2 separate regions of the Muntiacus reevesi genome follow, and region 1 is linked to region 2. Evidence: chromatin contacts called from public Hi-C data. All regions are on one chromosome and are shown on one strand. Each heading gives the region's core, a stretch centred on a gene start, on an enhancer-like site or on the middle of the called end of the contact. The rest is flanking DNA. Distances are from core to core; before and after follow the strand shown. Region 1 holds the start of COX18 (cytochrome c oxidase assembly factor COX18). Region 2 holds the start of ANKRD17 (ankyrin repeat domain 17).

Evidence for each region. A called contact is a pair of places that touch in the nucleus more often than the background predicts.
Region 1: a contact with region 2 is called in a Hi-C map of muscle, with 9 times the contacts expected there. The contact joins the promoter of COX18 here to the promoter of ANKRD17 in region 2. A contact is called at or near these places in 2 of 3 Hi-C or Micro-C datasets (blood and muscle).

What each region holds. Positions count from the first base shown.
Region 1 is chr22:27,605,588-27,608,730 of mMunRee1.1, forward strand. COX18 (cytochrome c oxidase assembly factor COX18) reads left to right here and starts at 1,441. Exons shown (of 6, transcript XM_065914446.1): 1 at 1,441-1,863; 2 at 2,476-2,576. The coding sequence starts at 1,522.
Region 2 is chr22:27,438,705-27,441,592 of mMunRee1.1, forward strand. ANKRD17 (ankyrin repeat domain 17) reads left to right here and starts at 1,541. Exons shown (of 33, transcript XM_065914417.1): 1 at 1,541-2,096. The coding sequence starts at 1,665. LOC136152897 (a long non-coding RNA gene) reads right to left here and starts at 1,426. Exons shown (of 4, transcript XR_010660287.1): 1 at 1,103-1,426; 2 at 570-681.

The DNA.
Region 1 (3,143 bases), core at 191-2,690, 170 kb after region 2:
TGATTTAAATTATCTGAATAGTGAATGCATAAACTTGGAGTTTTTATTTTAGCATCTTTTTCCTTTCATTAACTCTTTTTCTCCTACATATCAAAAGGTCACAGTCCTTAGGTTTAAATGACGCTATGGAAAGGCCAACTAATGTTATCAGGTCTCTGCAACGAGAGGAGTGCAGCAGCATAGAAGTTGTTCCTTTGCTCCCTCAACCATCAGGCCAAGATAATTCCATATAAAATTCTTTTCCACTTTAAACCAGTAGTCAGTACCAATAGGTTGCTTGTTTTAACTTGACAAACAGGGAGACAATGATACAGGCTTTCAACTTTTGAAAAAGAAATTCTATATGCAACATATGTTGGGATGTGTGTCTTAACATATAAAATTTCATGAATGGATTTAATCATGCAATGTGAAGGAAGATCACTTCCTGAACCCAGAGAAAATATATCTGGTACTCCTGGGTAGGTGTACAGTGAAGCAAGAACTGTAGCTCCAGTTTGACATGACCCCAGTATTGGCCCGCACCTTCGTTTTAATCAATGATTTTATTCCTCAACACAATTTGGTCTCTAGGTCTAGGGATGATTATTATGTTAGGAAATTCCATGTCATCCCATTGTGTTCCCAGCAACACAAAGCTAAAAGGTAGTCCATGTACATTTAGCCTGTTCCTTTTAACCAGAAGACACCTGATGTTCTTTCAGTTCAGGCTCCTGAAAGTTTACACAGGATGTTAAGCCCCAATAAAGAAGTCACCGAGCTGCCAGTGATAATTCCCCTTAACTCAGGAGATGGTTCTGTACTCTTAATAAACTTTACTGCTCTTTACAATGAAAGATGAAACACTAAAACTGGTTCTGAAAATGCTTATTAGGCCAGATAAGCCAATTAAATATTTATACCACAGACTAAAGTATGCTTAGTGCATAAAGACTTGATTTTAACAACACAAACTCACGCCTCTCTCCAAACTGGCATTTCAGCAACGCGTTCAAAATAGATTGAGTATTATCTATCTCAATCCCTAGCGAAAGCAATCGGGGCGCACATAAAGACGTGGAGGGCTACCTTCTGATCACAAAAAGCACCCACAAAGCTTAAACCATGACATGATTAGCTAAGTCAAAAAGAACAGAAAGGTATATGCCGAAGACCGATTTTACAGAACGAGAGCTTCCTGGAGAACGCCTCGCCAGGCTCCGGGCAGCAAGCCCCACCCCCAACACTCCAATTCCGGTCTAGCCTCAAGGAGCTCCACCGCAGCAGCGCGAAAGTTTCGTGTCTGCGCAGTAGGCTTGCTCAGTGCCGCGTGGGAAAGGTGGGCCTTTCCTGCCTCATGCGTCATCTCTAGTGCGACTCAGTACGTCACTGGCTTGACCGGGAAGGTCAATTGTGGCTACCCGCGGGCTCACGCCCACTTTACGCCGGGGTCGCGGCGCATGCGCGTAGCGGCGTCGGAGGAGTGGTGTGAGCACCGCTGGTCCCTGAGGCTGGCGTTTCGGGCACAGCTTCCGCGCAGAGATGCTGTGCCGGCTCAGCGTTAGGTGGCTGCGGCCCCGGCCTGCCCTGCGAGTCCGTGTCCTGGAGCCATCGCTCGCACGGGCCCCAGCGGGCGGCGCCAAGCGCTCCGCTCTGCCAGTGTGGGCGGTGGCATCGGTCTCCACAGCTGGCCCGAGCGGCGCGGGAGGCTGGTACGAGGCCTTGGCTACGTCGGCGCCGGTACAGGGCGCAGAGGACGTGCTGCTCTTGGCCCACACCGCCTCGGGCCTGCCCTGGTGGGGCAGCATTCTCCTCACCACCGTGGCCCTGCGCGGGGCCGTCACGCTACCCCTGGCCGCCTACCAGCACTACATCCTGGCCAAGGTGAGGGGTGCCGAGCCGCGCGTGGACCGTGCCTACCCACTTCCCGTGGTGAGGAGGGTCCGCGGCTCACCCGGGGCTTAAGGTCCCCAGTTACTTCCGGAGTACTGACCGTTAGTCATCAGCACCTTTAAGGCAGTAAGCTACTTTACAAAAAAGAATTAACACAGGCAGAAGTAAGTGCAGGTTCTTTTATGGCTCTGTAGCTACAAAGAGCATACTAAAGACTCTTAATAGACTACCGTTTCTTCAGTTTCTATTACTGGAAAACCCAGGAATTGAATCATTAAAAGTGTGGAGTGTAGGGTTTATTTAATCCTTAAAATAACCCTGTGAAGTAGGTGCTGTTATACATTTTATATAGGAGGGAACAAGACTTTAGAGGTTGAATAATTCGCCCAACATCACACTGATAAGTGTATAAGCTGAAATTTTAATTTGATTTCAGTTGAGGATATCTTAACATCTTGTGAGCAATCTTAGAGTTTCTTGACACAGCCAGTAAACCTCATTTTTTTTTTAAATGAGTTTAGGGAATAGAGAGTAAAGTTATGAATGGTTATGAATACAGATCTTTAATGTGCTCATAACAAAGTCTGCTTTTTTTTTAGCTAGGTGGAAAATTTGCAGCCAGAAATAAAAAACATTGCACGACATCTTAACCAAGAAGTTGCAGTTCGTGCACATCAGTTGGGATGGTCCAAGAGAGTTGCCAGGTAAGCTAATTCACTCCATATAAGACCATGAAAAAATAGATATGTATGTATGTGTTTATTACAGGGTGTGCTATTCTGTAGCTTTAGCAGCAAAGTCGTTCATTTTACTCTAATATTTTAAAAAGTTTTTGTGGCATGATAGGTTTATATACTGGACTGAAAGCAAAAAAAGAGAGAAAGGAGAGTTCCTTGATCTTAAAGGACTCTAGACTACTGAAAAAGACAGATGTGTAATCAAATAATGACTGGATTAAGTAACTGTAAAAAAGATGATATACAGGGAGTTAGGTCATCATGGGAAGTTAGGGAAGGCTTCACAGGATGCAGTTACTGTGCCAGTTTGTTGAGATTTTAGTCAACAAAAGATGCAGGTTATTTACAGACTTGATCTTTTGACAGCATAGAGCAGGTAGCTGCCTAAAAGAATGCAGAGACAGAAAATGTAAATGCCATGGTAAAAGCAACTGGGTAGGCTAGGAGTTGTTACTCTGCTCTATCTATCCTGTGTTGTCGTCTCCCTGAGCCCTTTGAGAGCCCTTGCCCAAGGATGCTTGACCATGTTGTAGT
Region 2 (2,888 bases), core at 291-2,790:
CTGCACAATACTGTTCTGCACTTAGCAACCACCGTACAAGAGGCACAGGCAGATGGTTAGCACTCTATGTGTATTTACTCTAACACTTATTTCACTGCAAAGCCCCTGGAAGCAGAGACTTAGGTTTTATAAACTATGCACATAGTAGGCACATGATGAATTTTTTCTTGAATGAATCGATTCAGTCATTGCCAGTTCTGCCATAGTACTCTGCAGACTACTGGCAGCTGCCCACATTTCATATGGTATGCCAATGCTAAAAAGAAAAAAAAAAAGCTAAAAAAATTCAGGCACACTCAGCTAAACTTAGCAGTCTTAAAATGGCAACTATGTCAGCTGAGGCATACTTTTTATCTTGTGCCAGTACATCTGTCTTTGATGTTTCCTTCATTTCCCTTATGCTGCTGTGCCCTTATTGAACCTGAAAGGGATAATTGAGTTCAATAAGCTACGCTATTATTTCAAAAGTCCTGCAAGTTCTTCAGACACCCACAAATGAACTCACAACCCCTATCACAATATTCCTTCCAAGAGATCCACAGACAAGGATGATTACTTATGATGCTTACTTCACAGTTAAAAGCCGAGACGGTGATGGAGTGGAAGGACTAAATCGGGGTCATTCACTAAATCGTCTGCAAAGTCAGGCACAGATCTTGCTTCCTTCTCCTGTCTTCAGCCCTTTAGAGGAAACTTTAAGAGTTACAGTGATCTCAGACATCACCTAATCGAACTCCTTTTGTTGGTAACACAAGTGTAAACTCAGGTTCAGGAAGTCTATGATCCAAGACTCAAACTGAGGCAAAAGGGGCTCTTTCCTTTATACTACGCCAGCTCTCAAGATCCAAAGTCCTAACTCACCATTTGGCGGTGGAAAAAATGGCCAGGAACTAAACTACGTACGGCAGTCCAGAACTAGGCCCCACCTCCCGGATCAGGCTGTGCGGGCCTCCTGCTAACAAAGCCTCTGGCTCCAGCTTCCGTACCCGCTCCCACCCGGTCCGGGCTGCTCCGCTCCAGCCCGCCCGCTCAGCCTCCCGCCCCATGCACCGCAGCACCGCCCGCCCGCGAAGGCCGGAGACCCGGCCCTCTTAAGTCTCACTTTCGTCTTTCGGCCACCCGCGCGCCACCGCTCAGGCGACGGCTGATGGCGTCACTTGTACTTCCGCCTGCGGCTGCGTTCTAGACACCAGCGAGGAAGGAAGAAGGGAGGTCTAAAGGGCTGTGTGTGGGGGAAATAGCGAGGAAAGAGAAGCGATCCGGGTGCTAGCGGGCGCTACGGCAGTCACCGCGGCCCTCCTCTGTCCCCGCCGTCCCCCCCATCGGAAGTCGCCCTAGGCACACTTCCCCCGACTCTCGGTAGTCGCCCCTCTGCTGGATCTCCGGGCACCCGGGTCTCCCTCTTCGCTCCCCCCACCCCCCGCCTTGCTCCCTCACGCTCCCTCCCTCTCCCTCCCTCCCATCGTCAGGCTCCCCGCCCTTAGTATCGCGAGACGAGGTGAGAGCTGGCGGAGCGGCGGCGGCGGCGGCGGCAGTAGAGGTGACCGAGGCGGTGGCGGCGGAGGCGGCACCGAGCGCTGTGTCGGCCCCGGTGCGGCCGAAGTCGCGGCAGAGCGTAGCCCCCACGCCCCTCCCCCGTCCGCGCCCTCCCTCTTTCCCCGGAGATGGAGAAGGCGACGGTTCCGGTGGCGGCGGCAGCGGCGGCGGCTGAGGGAGAAGGGAGCCCCCCGGCGGTGGCGGCTGTGGCGGGCCCCCCCGCGGCGGCGGCGGCGGCGGCGGCGGCGGCAGCAGCAGCAGCAGCGGAGGTCGGCAGCGGCATTGGCGGCGGCAGCGGGGCTCGCTCGGCCTCGTCTCCTCGTGGGATGGTGCGAGTCTGCGATCTGCTCCTGAAGAAGAAGCCGCCGCAGCAGCAGCAGCACAAGGCCAAGCGTAACCGGACTTGCCGACCCCCCAGCAGCAGCGAAAGCAGCAGCGACAGCGACAACAGCGGCGGCGGTGGAGGCGGCGGCGGCGGCGGCGGAGGTGGCGGCGGCACCAGCAGCAACAACAGCGAGGAAGAAGAGGACGACGACGACGAGGAAGAAGAGGTTTCTGAGGCAAGGGCCTGCTTTCAAAGGAAGGAGGGAGGAAGGGAGTGTTAAGGGTCGGGGCCAAAGGTGGGAGGGGACTTGCGAGGGGCCAGATTCCTGTGGGCTTGATCTGTCTTCGGGGCCAGGCTTTCCACCGCTCGCTTTCTTTCCCGGGCCGAAATCGTGAGGTGTGGACATGTGGGGGAGGGTAGCTGACACGTGGGGGTGGGAGGACCGCAGAGTCCACAGAGTTGGTGCACAGCACGTTACCCTGGCATGGTTCACACGGTTAAGGGTGGAAGGAATTGGTTAGACTCGCTGTGTGCACACCCGGCGGGGTCGGCCTCAGGCCAGTAGGGCCCTGTTACTCCTGGGGCGGGGGCGGGACCAAAGCGGGAGGGTTAACATAATAGGTAGGAGGGTCTCTTGGGGAACGATTAGGAGGTTGGTAGATTTCTCCCACTAGTGAGGTGGAGGGGAGCAGTTTGAGGGGGAGGCAAGCTTGTAATGGACTGAGAGCTGAGTATTTGTGTATGTGAGAGACACGTGAGAAGCTGTACTTTTCCATACTGTTCTGCTGCAGCCCCCCCCCCCCCCATAATCGTGGCTGCTGAAGTCACCTTCACTTCCTCGATCTCTCAAAGATTTTGGATGAACTGATCTTATATCCATTTACATTGATATATGACTCAGTGGATGAAAAATGTATTTGATCCTTACATGTACATACTCATACATTTCCAAATGCTTCCTTGATGAGGAAGAATTAAGCTAGGCCCTGTTGCTTTCCACAGAATGTGGAGCAGCCTAAGAGGCTGC